2 separate regions of the Sus scrofa genome follow, and region 1 is linked to region 2. Evidence: chromatin contacts called from public promoter capture Hi-C data. All regions are on one chromosome and are shown on one strand. The core of a region is the stretch at or near the end of the contact, and the rest is flanking DNA. Distances in the headings are between cores, read along the strand shown. Region 1 holds the start of TSTA3 (GDP-L-fucose synthase). Region 2 holds the start of PUF60 (poly(U)-binding-splicing factor PUF60).

The links. Promoter capture Hi-C pulls out the DNA fragments that hold promoters and counts their contacts.
Region 1: a promoter capture Hi-C map of fetal skeletal muscle shows a contact between it and region 2, with 4 times the contacts expected there. The contact joins the promoter of TSTA3 here to the promoter of PUF60 in region 2. A contact is called at or near these places in 2 of 5 promoter capture datasets (fetal skeletal muscle and liver) and 2 of 2 datasets of contacts at active chromatin or transcription factors (alveolar macrophages and skeletal muscle).

What each region holds. Positions count from the first base shown.
Region 1 is chr4:947,749-953,729 of Sscrofa11.1, reverse strand. TSTA3 (GDP-L-fucose synthase) reads right to left here and starts at 2,783. Exons shown (of 11, transcript XM_021090527.1): 1 at 2,619-2,783; 2 at 1,504-1,660; 3 at 1,076-1,190; 4 at 1-99. The coding sequence starts at 1,649. ZNF623 (zinc finger protein 623) reads left to right here and starts at 2,820. Exons shown (of 2, transcript XM_021090510.1): 1 at 2,820-2,985. LOC102165528 (a long non-coding RNA gene) reads right to left here. Exons shown (of 6, transcript XR_002343676.1): 5 at 5,854-5,981; 6 at 3,870-4,089.
Region 2 is chr4:809,937-816,187 of Sscrofa11.1, reverse strand. It overlaps PUF60 (poly(U)-binding-splicing factor PUF60), which reads right to left and starts at 4,051. Exons shown (of 10, transcript XM_021090445.1): 1 at 3,824-4,051. The coding sequence starts at 3,847.

The DNA.
Region 1 (5,981 bases), core at 1,534-4,033, 140 kb before region 2:
GTCCGGGAAGATGCAGGTAGATAGACAGGAGACCACCTTGCGCGCGCCCACCTCGAAGGCCGAGTGCAGCACGTTGTCGTTGATGTGCACGTTTTTCCTCTGCGGGGCGGGGACGGGATCAGGGCCCTGCAGGCCGAACCCCAGCCCTTCCGGCTCCTCCAGGGGCCGAAGCAGGGACAGTATCTGAGCCATCGGTTCTGGTTCTAACTGCTCCGAGGGGCCCTTCCCAGCCTGGTGGTCCTGGCAGGCAGCTCTACCTACACGGCTGTAAGAGGGTCCACGCTTGCCTCCCCTGAGGCTGGGGGAGGGCCCGGAGGAAAGGCCCCTACAACTCAGGGCTGACCCTCTGCTCCCACCCCCCAGCTTCCCCGGCTCTGCTGCCCAGGAGCAGTGAACCTTAGCCAGCCACACCCCTCCGACGACCGCACTCCCCCTTCCAGGGACCTGAGCTGGCCAGGGTACCTGGGTGGCCAGACAGCCTTCTGGGAAGGCTGGCACTAAGACAAGGAGGGCCCTGTGGTGACTGGGGCCCCAGTCCTGATGCAGGGCCGAACCACACCAAAGGTCAGAGGCGGAGGTGCTGGGGCCAACTGTCGGGGCAAAGCCAGGTGAGGGCAAGGCCGTGGGCAGAGCCCAGCTCTCCGTCAGCCCCTGCCCCACACGTCCAAGCCCTCAGGGCACATGCTGCAGACCCAGAGACCAGCTCACACCTCTGCACCCTGGGGTGCACCACGGGCCTGGCTCAGTCACGGGCTGGACTGCTGGGGAGCAGGAGGGTCTGCAGGCACAGGAGCCAGCGCCAGCCACACGTGAACGCTGGTTTCTCTCAGCTTCCCCATCCCCAGGTCAGCTTTCTGGCTTTCCTATTGGGCCAAATGCCCCCAGGCCCTCTGGGTGCCCCTCTGCCTAGAGACCAAGAGTGGGTCACTGGGGGCCCCTCGGGGGCTGCCCCACCCAGCTGTGCCAGGTCCTGACCCTCAGGGGTGTCCCCAGGACTGTGGCATGGACATTTGGCCAGGAAGTTCCCAGAATCCCAGGTCCTGGCTCCCAGTGTTCACTGGAGCCCCTCGCTTACCCAGAAGTCCAAATTGTATTTCATGTTCCGGAAGAGGCCCCCCACCATGGCAGCAAGATGGATGACGTGTGTGGGCTGGACCTTTTCAAACAGTGCCCGGGTCTGTGCAGCATTCCTGGGGGGAGCCAGGCCGTCAGGGGCCACTTGGAGGCCCAAGGGAATGAGCATCCTGGCTCAAGGCATTGGGGGCATGAGCCAGGCAGGGCCAATAGTGGGAGCGGCTGCCAAACGGGAGAGCGGCCAGGTCAGGCCCTTACTGGTGTGCGGGTGTGGGCCTCCAGGAAGTTTGCTCAGAAACAAAGCTGCACACACCCAGGCCAGGTTGGCCACCTGGCAGGGAGGGCCCGGACGTGAGGCTCCCGGGCCCGGCCTGGAGCCCTCAGGCTGCAGTGGGCTTGGAGGGGTGCTTCGGGGACGAGCCCACTCACGTGAGGTCGGCATCCTTGGAGGAGACAAACACCCAGTCCTCTCCGGGCAGCCTGGCTCCATCTGCTACCACCTTCTGGATGGCTCTGCCCACCAGCCCGGAGCCCCCAGTCACTAGGATCCGCGTGGACCTCTGGGGCTCGCCCATGCTGGCTGCACCTGTAGGGCCAAATGGTGTGAGGCTGAGGCCATCATGCTCCCACCCAACAGGACCCACTCCCCCTGGACGCCCTGCCTGGGGACACTGCCCTCAGCGCTGGGCCCCGCTATGACTTCCCAGGGCTGGCCTGAGACTCCCTGGGGCGAGTGGCACCAACTGAAGTCACCAGGGAAGGGACACTGCCTGCTAGGGACTAAACAGACCCAGCTAGCCTGAGTCATTCCCTCCTCCCAGCCCAGATCCCCAGAGAGCCCTCTGCCTAGAGCTGCACCAGGGGCCCTGGGGCTACCGTCCAGCTAGGAGAGCCAGCCTCTGCCCTCCAAGCCCAATGCTGACCTTCACTGGGCCAAGAAAAGGAACATCCGGCTCCCTCCTGGCTGACAAGGTGGGGGGGCAGCCAACCTTGGGGCTGGGGGCTCCTGGCCTAGGCATTCTGCTCCCAACCTCCACTCACATATTCTAGACCGGGTAGAAGCGGCGCCCAGCCGGGGAAGGCTGGTCCGAGAGAGCCTTCAAGGGCCTGGTTCCTTGTGGACAAGTCACGCTTCTAACTCAGAAGTGGACAGACCTCAGGGCGCAACCACCTCTGAGGACTCTATCCTGGGGGCTGGAAATCTGCTCAGGCCCCTACTGTACAGCTCTGACCCCAGTGCAGGGGCCCGCGGGCATCCCCGACCAGAAGGCAGTCCAACAGCAGGCCCGCAGGTAGACCCCACCACATACTGCAGGAGCTTCCCACGCCCCCGGATCCCCTCCTGGGCTCCGGGGGCCCCCTCCACGCCCACCGGCATCTGGCAGCTGGGCCCCCTCCCTCACTCCCAGGCCTCTCTCAGCCCTGGCTCCGGCCACCCCTCGGGCACCCCTCAGGCCTCTCGGCGGTCAGGGGCACCCAAGGCCCAGGCGCCGGCTCGCCACGCCACACCCTCGGGGTCCCCTTGGTACCCCGCGCCACCTCACCTGCACCCTTCCCCACCTTCCCCTGGCCGGGAGAGCGGCTTCCGGCGCGGGCCGACTCTCCAGCCACGCGGCGGGACCGGGGAGGGGGCGGGACCAGGGGGCGCCCTCCTGCGGTCCTCTGGTAAATGGAGTCCTCGGAAGGCGCCCCGGGCGCTGCTGGGAAGTGGAGTCCAGGGCCGCGCAGCATCCTGGGAAGTGTAGTTCTCGCCGGCTCCGTGCGTCCCCGACCCCTCCCCACGCGGACCCGGACTTCGCCTTCACACAGCGGAGGCTCGGGAACGGAGGGGGCGATGGCAGGGCGGAGAAGCCGCACATCTCTGAAACGCCGCGGGCTGTCGGGGAGGAGTAGCGGCAGAGCCAACAACCGGTAAGAATGCGGGAGCTTCGACTCCTCATTGCTTTCCTAGGTCAAAAACCGCGTGTTTGTGAGAAGCAGTTGCAACTCTGATACTCTACCGGAGGACATTAAAAAGACAAAACATACTCCATGGAGTTCCCGTGGTGGCTCAGCCCTAAGGACCCCGACTAATGTCCATGAGGATTCGGGTTGATCCCTGGCCTTGCTCAGTGAGCTGAGCTGTGGTGTGGGTCGAAGATGCCGCTCGGACCCCCTGTTGCTGCGGCTGTGGTGTAGGTCAGCAGCTGCTCCCATTCTACCCTAGCCTGGGAACTTCCATGTGCCGCAACTGCAGCCCCCCCCCCCCAAAAAAGGAAAAAAAGAACACGAGACTTTCCTCCCTAAAGTGAGCCTCATGTAGTCGGTTTTGAAAGCTTAAGAACCAAATTGAGGTTTCACTGATGAAGAAGAAATTCGACCTCAGGACAGGAGCGCTGAAGTTCTCAGGTGGCAGGAGGTGATAGGATCTGGTGTTGTCACTGCCGCATTTCTGCACGGATTTGACCCCTGGCCAGAGAACTTTCATATTCTGCAGGTGCTGCCAGGAAGAAAAAAAAAAAATAGTAAAGGGAATCAAACAGGAGTTCCCTTCCTGGCTTAGCACTTAACAAACCTGGCTAGGATCCACAAGGATGCGGGTTCGATCCATGGCCTCGATCAGTGGGTTAAGGATCCAGCGTTGCTGTGAGCCGAGGGGTAGGTCGCAGACTCAGCTTGGTTCCCACGTTGCTGTGGCTGTGGTGTGGGCTGGCAGCTGCAGCTCCATTTCGACCTCTAGCCTGGGAACCTCCATATGCCACAGGTGCGGCCCTAAGAGGGAAAAAAAAAAAAAAAAAAGGAATCAAGCAGCACAGTAAGGATTATACACTATGCTTAAATGGGATTTATTTCTAAAATTCAAGAGATGGTCCAATATTCAAAAGAATAAATGTAGGAATTCCTGCTGTGGTACAGTGGGATCAGCGGCATCTTGGCAGCGCTGGGACGAAGGTTTAATGGCTGGTCCTGCACAGTGGGTTAAGGATCCCACTTAGGTTGAAACTGCAGCTTGCATCTGATCTCTGGGCCAGGAAGCTTAGGGGTGGCCAAAAATGAAAAGAAAAATCAATGTAATACACCACATTAATAGAACAAAGGAAAAAATACACTATCATTCTATTTTATTTATTTATTTATTTATTTTTGTCTTTTTGCCATTTCTTGGGCTGCTCCTGCGGCATATGGAGTTCCCAGCAAGGGGTCGAATCGGAGCTGTAGCCACCGGCCTACACCAGAGCCACAGCAACGCGGGATCCGAGCCGTGTCTGCGAGCTACACCACAGCTCACGGCAACGCTGGATCCTCAACCCACTGAGCAAGGCCAGGGATCGAACCCGCAACGTCATGGTTCCTAGTCAGATTGGTTAACCACTGCACCACGAAGGTAACTCCAACACACTATCATTTTAGTTGATACAGATAAAGCATTTGACAAACTCTAACACCCTTTCATGATAAGAACACTCAAACTAGGAATAAAAGGGAACTTCCTCAACTTAACAAAGAGCATTGATGAAAAAACCCGAACTGGAGTTCCCGTCGTGGCGCAGCAGAAACGAATCCGACTAGGAACCATGAGGTTGTGGGTTTGATGCCTGGCCTCCCTCAGTGGGTTAAGGATCTGGCGTTGCCGTGAGCTGTGGTGTAGGTTGTAGATGTGGCTGTGATCTGGCATTGCTGTGGCTGTGTCCCCTAGCCTGGGAACCACATGCCAGGGGTACAGCCCTAAAAAGACTCCCCCCCAAAAAAAGATGACGATGACGTGTTAAGGAAGCACATGCAGAAAGCGTTACGGTTTTTGTCGTTGAATCTGAGTCTCACTGACTTCTCTCTCAGTGGCGTACGTGTCTGTTCTCGATGTTCGCACAGTGCCTCTGAGGTTAGCCCTCGAGAGCTCTCTTGTTTTTCTTAGTTTGCAAGAAGGTCTTTCAGGATTGAGATCACATGTTTCTTTTGTTTGGGGACGTTTTCTCTACTTAAAGCTTTGAGTCTAGATAGCCTGGATGAAAACACTGTGGCCACGGGGGTACCCAAATCCCACACCCCCTTTCCATGGCCATTTTCCCTGGCGGCCTAAGGGTTCCTAAAGAGCCAAAATAAGAGGACTCCAAGATAACACTCCCTGTTATGTTTTACTTTTATATTTGCATTTTTTATATTTCCTCAATGGTCACGGGTTGCTTCGTAATTAGCTTATGGAATGTCGGAGCACATTTAGAGCCTCACTGTGCACGGGGACCCTCAGCCTCAGGGTGGGGGGCATCCAGGAATGCCAAGGGGTCAGTGGGAGATCCCGGGCACAGTGCCCTTCCCCCGAAGCTCAGGCAGCCTTTGCCAACAAACTTTCATCTCCTCCTGTGTGTTTGAGGACCACTGGCCTGACGCACTTCGTGTCCCTCACCTTCACCACCATGGGTGTGAGTTGTTTTCCTGTGATTATTTACAGAAGACATCCCTACTACGCAACCTTACTCTGTAAAGTTAAGAACAGTGGCTGAAAAAAGAACAGTTCAAACGAAAGGCACATTCTTAATGTTTCACCTTGCCCGACATAACCCAAAAGGCAGCTTACAGGAACGTGAAGCTGAGCGAGTAAAGCCTTCGGTGCTACAGGAGCACCAGGGCCGAGCGGCCTAAGATGGAAACATCCCATCCCGCTGCGGCAAATCAGCATCTGAAAACAGCGCCAGAACCAAATGAAGTCTAGAGTTGCGACCAGGTGCTCAGGGCTGCTGCGTGATCAAAGTCGACCCGAAAGCCCCGTAGCCCCTTCGGACCTCGAAGGCATTTAGAACACACCTGTGCTGAAAACAAAGCCCACGACCTACGTTTGAAGTTTTAAAATCTGGATGCCCTTGAAAACGGGCTTTCAGAGCATCCGTCTGTCCAGGGAAGTGCCACTGCCACGCCCGATCCGCAGGCCACCG
Region 2 (6,251 bases), core at 2,802-5,301:
GAGCAGCAGGGCCGGGCAGGGGTCTGCATGTGCGCGCCTCCCTCCCCGCAGCAAGCTGTCCACGGCAGTCTCACTCAGGGCAAACGACAGCTGGCCACACCCAGAGGGGCCGTGGAAGGACTGGGCTTAGCAGGGTGGCACAGCAAAGACAGGCCAAGGGTCTTAGTGGAAGGGCCCTGAGACTTCCCCACCTTCTCAGAAGCCACACAGCAGGAACCTACTCCCAGCTCAAAGACAAGACCCACAAGCGTCTAGAAAGAACACAGGAACAGCCGGGCCCACCCCTGGGGCCCCATGCACAACGCCTAAGGTGGGGGTGACTTGGCCAGCGCCATATGTCTCAGGAGCTCCGGCCTCAAAGGAGAAACAGCAGCGTGAGCCTGCCCGCACCAGAGACATGGCCGGGGTGGTGGCCGCTGCGGCCGCCCCAGCCCTGCTCCTGCCCTGGAACCCCTCCGAGCGTGACACCACTGCTGCTTAGAAAGTGCGCCCTCGAGAGAGAGACAAAGGGGGGCCCTTCTGGCACAGGTCCCACCCAGGGGGAGCATGCATCTGGGGACAAGGTCAGTCTGGCTTTCCCGCCAGGGCCCCAGGCAGCCCCTGGAACACACCCAGAGCAGAGGTCACCTCCAGTCTGGGGGTGCAATCCAACCTCTAGACCCCTGCTAACAGGGTCAATTTGAGGGCGTCTGTAAGTAACTTCCTACCCTCCCAAATTAGTCTAAAAGCCAAGACACGAAGCAGGACAGTGCTCAGAAGAGACTTCTGCAAATTCAGTCCACCAGGAATTCAACAAGGCTGTCCCACCCCATTCGTGGCAGAAGCAAAGCCCCCAGTCCCACAGAGCCCGGGACTCTGTTCCAAGCAGACACATGAGCTAGTCACCTGCAGTCCTCCTCCGGCAACGAATAAGGCAGGCTACACAGTCACAGCCCCCAAGCACCTGGCAGCAGGGCCTTGAGGAGTGAGACGCCCCCTCAGGCAGGGGAATGGGGGTGCAGGACTGCCCCCCGATTCTAGGACCAAACTCCTACACTGCCATGGATCACCAACCCAGGGCAAAATGATAATTTCCATCCGACTTAACTTTTCTCTAACCAGAAAAGTGAAGCACTTAAGGTCTCCAGGCTTCAGGCTCCTCAGGCCTGTCTCCTGGGGCTGCGGGAAGACGGCGGGCGGCCCCCTTCCAGCACTCAGGGCGTCCCTGCACAAAGCAAGCAATCCATGGGTTGCAGTGCTTGTTAGAGTCACTAGACCGTCCAAGTCAGGTCCCCAGAGCAGGGCCACTGCAGGACGCTGCCTCCACGCGTTCAATCCCTTCCCTTGGTGCCACGCTGTCCCCGGCACGGCCAGGCTCTGCGCAGGGCACTGCACACACAGCAAAAACAAGACAAGAGACACAGCAACCAGCACCTACATGAGATTATCTCTGTAGTTAATGAGCACTAAGAAGAGAGCCAAGCACAGGGTGGGGAGAAGGGAAGCAAACTGGGCCACAGCAGCCAGAGATGGCCTCTCTACGAGGCGACAAGCAGCTGTGCCCCTGTGGAGGGGAGAGGGGACTACTGCCAGATGGAACCCAAGGGTCACAACCCCAAGCGGGACTGAGTCCAGGGGTCATAGGAAGATGCTGTGGCCCCTTTCTGCAGCCACCAGGTGGAAGGCACCCAAGAGAGAAGAGGCACTTCTATGCCTTCCTAGGTCCTTCCCCAGCAGATCACTGTCAGCCAAGTTCAGGGCCACCCCATCCCACGTTCCACAAGAGCCAAAGCCACAGCTTAGGTCAGCAAGCCAGCACTGCTCAGTATGCATGCGCCATAAGCTCTCACCATGCTCGAAAGGACAGGAGCGAAAGAGGCGACCCTTCTAGAAACCTATCCATTCAAAACGATAGAAGAGGAACATGTCGGACCATAGGCCGGACCTCATTCCCAGAAGCAGATGAGCTAAGCCTGGGCCTTTACAGTGAACATGTGCTTATTAACACAGGTACGTTAACCTCTTGAGAGAATGAGGATAGGCAATGAACACCTTTACTGAAAACCCCGAGGAGTTCCTGCTGTGGTGCAACGGGACTGGCAGCATCTTGAGAGCACTGGGACGCAGGTTCCATCCTTGGCCAGGCACAGTGGGTTAAGGATCCCATGTTGCCACAGCTGTGGTCTAGGTGGCAACTGCAGCTACAATCTGATCCCTGGCCTGGGAACTCCATATGCCAAGGGGCAGTCAGAAAAGAAATAAAACCCCTGCACATGGGATTCAGACTCACTGCCCACATCCACTCCTGTGACTGGCCCAATGCCACCGCAGAGCTAAGCTCCAACTCACCCTCAGTCCCCCAACAAGAAGTCCTGCAGGCTCCAGCCTCCGGCACCCACCAAGGCCAGGGCTCAGCGCTGACACAGGTCTGTGGATGCTCGGGCATGAGGCACCCCCTCACTGGCATCTCCGCCTCCCACACCTTCCCCAGAGTTATGGTCCTTGTCTCCAAGCCTCCCTCTTTCCCATCACCCAACTCTGGGGCCTGGGCAGTCGCCGAGTCCGCAACCTCCCTCTCTTTTTATCTCTAACTTCCCTACAGAGGCAGGTGGCCCCTGTGACTTCAAAGGGAAGCAGCACATGGTACAAAGAGGACAGTGAGGTTGGCCAGACCTCAGAGCCTAGGGCCTCTCTCCTACTGGGAGCTTCCGCCCCAGTGGCATCAGCCCCCAACTCGGGGCTTGATCAAGACAGTCTAAGTACACTCCTTGACCCTCAGATGCCTCCCTGTCAGTCCAGCCTTTGGCCACTTACGGAAGTTAGCTTCTCAAACAGACCTCTCCACATCCCCAAGCATGAGTTAGAGGAGGGCGGCAGGTAAATAAAGGGATGCAGCGTCTTATGAAGAGTCTAGGGGGTAGTCAGTGGCACCAGCCTGGGAGAAAGAAGAGTGAAAGGGACTCCACCACGCAAGTGCTGCGTGACCGGGGTGGTCCATCTACGCTAATCATTCCGGGAGGCGGTCGCAGGTGAGCACTAAGCACCGCAGGAGCTCCTTCCTCCAGGTGCCCGCCCCCAGCATGGCTCCTTTGGGCACCCAGTATATGAGCACCCTGGATAAGAACTGGTCTCCAGTGTCCACTAAACTCCTGTACAGGGTTAGGACTGCCTCTGGTTCCCTACTGTTCCCCCAAATCCTTGCGCAGCGCTCGGGACAAAGTAACTGCTTAGGAAACATGTAATGACGGGCCACGTCTTCCCTTCCTCGGAGAGGAGTGTAAGCCGGAGGCCTTGTTAGCTGGTAACCATTCCGTGAGCGGGGAGCAGTCACAGCGGTGTACGCAAGAAGCCAAGGTCTCCCTCCTCGCCAAGCCCGAATCCCCTCCTACAGGCCCCCGCACGCCGGGGCGGGAGAGACGCCATCATTCCCAGGAGCCCCGCCTTCAAGTCGGGGACAGAGGCGCACCCCGTCGGCAGAGGGGGACCACGGCCGCCTGGCTCCGCCATGACGCCGCCCGTCGGGGCCTGGCCGGCCCACCGTAAACAACCCTGGCTCGGCGCGCGGCACAGCGCCTCGCCGCGCCCGGTACCCTACCGCGCAGGGCCCTCCCGCGCTCGTTGCCGGAAGCTGCAGCCTACGGGCCGGAAGCTGCGGCCACGGGCCGGCCTCCGCCTCGCGCCCGCCCCGCCCCGCCCCCGCCTCGCGCGGCCGAAGGCCGCAGGAGCTCGCGTGGGGCCCTGGAGCGACCGCTGCGTCCCCGGGGGGGCCCTAGGCGCCCCGGGGGGGCCACCAACCCGCTCCCGCCGTCTGAGCGGCGGCCCGCGGTCAGGGGGGCTCACTTACTAGCGCTATGGTCGCCGTCGCCATCTTGCGCCCGTCGCGGCCGCCGCGCGCGCGCGCACACGCTTCGGCTCCTGCCGCGGTCTCGCGCGACCTGGGCGCCGGCGGAGGCGCTCTCAAAAGGACGGAGCTCTCGCGATAAAAGTCCCTTTTTCCCCAGCGGCGTGTAAGGAAAAGAAACGCACTTCCGGGGCGGGGAGGGACAGTTAACTCCCCGGGAGAAGCAGCCGGAAGGGGCGGGGCTGGGCCGGTATCGGGGACGCGCGCCGCCGCCCGGGCCTCGCTCTCCACCAGCCCCGCCCTCCGCTGGCCTTGGTCCGTCCCGGCCCGCCCCTCGCTCCGCCCCCTGCCGCCGCTCGGCTTCTCTGCCTCCTTCTCTGGAAAACCTCGGTGTCAGCCCGCAGGGCGGCACGCACCCCCTCCAGGGCTTCAGTTGAAAGAGGTGACAACGCCCCGTATCAGACTCAGATTGCGAGATGCATCTTCTTTCCATCATCCCTCTCTGAACGCGCCTACCAGAGGATGGTGTGTCTTCATCCAACTGGCAGCATTTTCTTTCCTAGTGATTCATAAAACAGCAGTGCATCTTTTTTTTTTTCTCTTGTTTTATTATTTAATTTTTTTCCCTCTGTACAGCATGGGGACCAAGTTCCTCTTACATGTATACATTTCCCCCCCCCACCCTTTGTTCTGTTGCAATATAAGTAACAAGACACAGTTCTCAATGCTTCTCAGCAGGATCTCCTTGTAAATCCATTCCAAGTTGTATCCAATAACCCCAAGCTCCCGATCCCTCCCACTTCCTCCCTCTCCCCCCAGGCAGCCACAAGTCTGTTCTCCAAGTCCATGATTTTCTTTTCTGTGGAGATGTTCATTTGTGCTGGATATTAGATTCCAGTTGTAAGTGATATCATATGGTATTTGTCTTTGTCTTTCTGACTCATTTCACTCAGTATGAGAGTCTCTAGTTCCATCCATGTTGCTGCAAATGGCATTAGGTCTTTCTTTTTTATGGCTGAGTAGTATTCCATTGTGTGTATATACACCTTCCTAATCTAATCCTCTGTTGATGGACATTTGGGTTGTTTCCATGTCCTGGCTATTGTGAATAGTGCTGCAGTGAACATGCGGGTGCATGTGTCTCTTTTAAGTAGAGTTTTGTCCGGATATATGCCCAAGCAGTGCATCTTAATTAAAGCTGATGGCCCCATAGAGTCAGTGTACAGTCGTCAGAACTGCAACCCAAGAGATATGTTTGTGAGCCAATCCCATGGGCAAGGTATGCGCTCAGACTCCCCTTAGTTCCTGAACTATGTTTTAGAGGCTCCAGGTGTCCCTCCGTGGCTCTGGGTGCCCTGGGCGTTTGCTGCATGCCACACCCATTCCAAGACCCTGACTCAGTGAAGCTCCGGCCATAGGGTTGTCAGCCTAGTGACTTCAGGTGTCCTGAGGAGCTGGGTGTCTTTCTGGAAAGTGCCTCTTCTCAACGCTGGGAGTTTAACGTGAAGTACAGACACCGCTAGTTAAACGTGACAGTGTTGTCCTCCTCTCCCGGCTCTCTGAAGTGGTGAGGAGAGGATTTTGTAAAGGCGGAAACCCATGAAGGCGGAGGTGGACTACTGTGGAGCTGGAGGCAGGGGACCATGGGAGCTGCTTAAGTGCACTGGAGTCAGTGCCCAAAGGATCATTGTGAAAGTCAGTTGTAACCCGGAGACCAGGCCGACCTCAGTCCCTGCCCGAAGTGATGAGGAGGTGAGCTCTCGAGGGCCTTCGGAGGAGACGTCCTGTTCTGGAAATGCGGGCATCATGGAGATTCCTGCCCTTTCCACCGCCTCCACTCCTGGCTCCGAGTCTGGCCCCAAGCACGTGCCACCCACAATTCTCAGAAGAGCATCTCTGCAGCAGCTCCCAACACAAAAGAAAAGACTGGCCTCGGGGGGTGGTCAGGAGAATGGCCTGGCTGGATCCCTGACCTCAAAGCTCACCAGGCAATGAGCTCCAGCCACTAAGATCATCTCATCACCTTTTTTTTTTTTTTTTTTTGGTCTTTTTCTAGGGCTTCACCCACAGCATGTGGAGGTTCCCAGGCTAGGGATCTAATCGGATGTGTTGCTGCCAGCCTACCCCAGAGTCACAGCAACGCCAGATCCGAGCTGCGTCTGCGACCTACACCACAGCTCATGGCAACGCCGAATCCCTAACCCACTGAGCAAGGCCAGGGATGGAACCCACAACCTCATGGTTCCTAGGCAGATTTGTTAACCACTGAGCCACGACAGGAACTCCATCTCCTCATCTCATTCTTTTTTTTTTTTTTTTTTTTTTTTGTCTTTTGTCTTTTGTCTTTTTTGTTGTTGTTGTTGCTATTTCTTGGGCCGCTCCCATGGCATATGGAGGTTCCCAGGCTAGGGGTTGAATCGGAGCTGTAGCC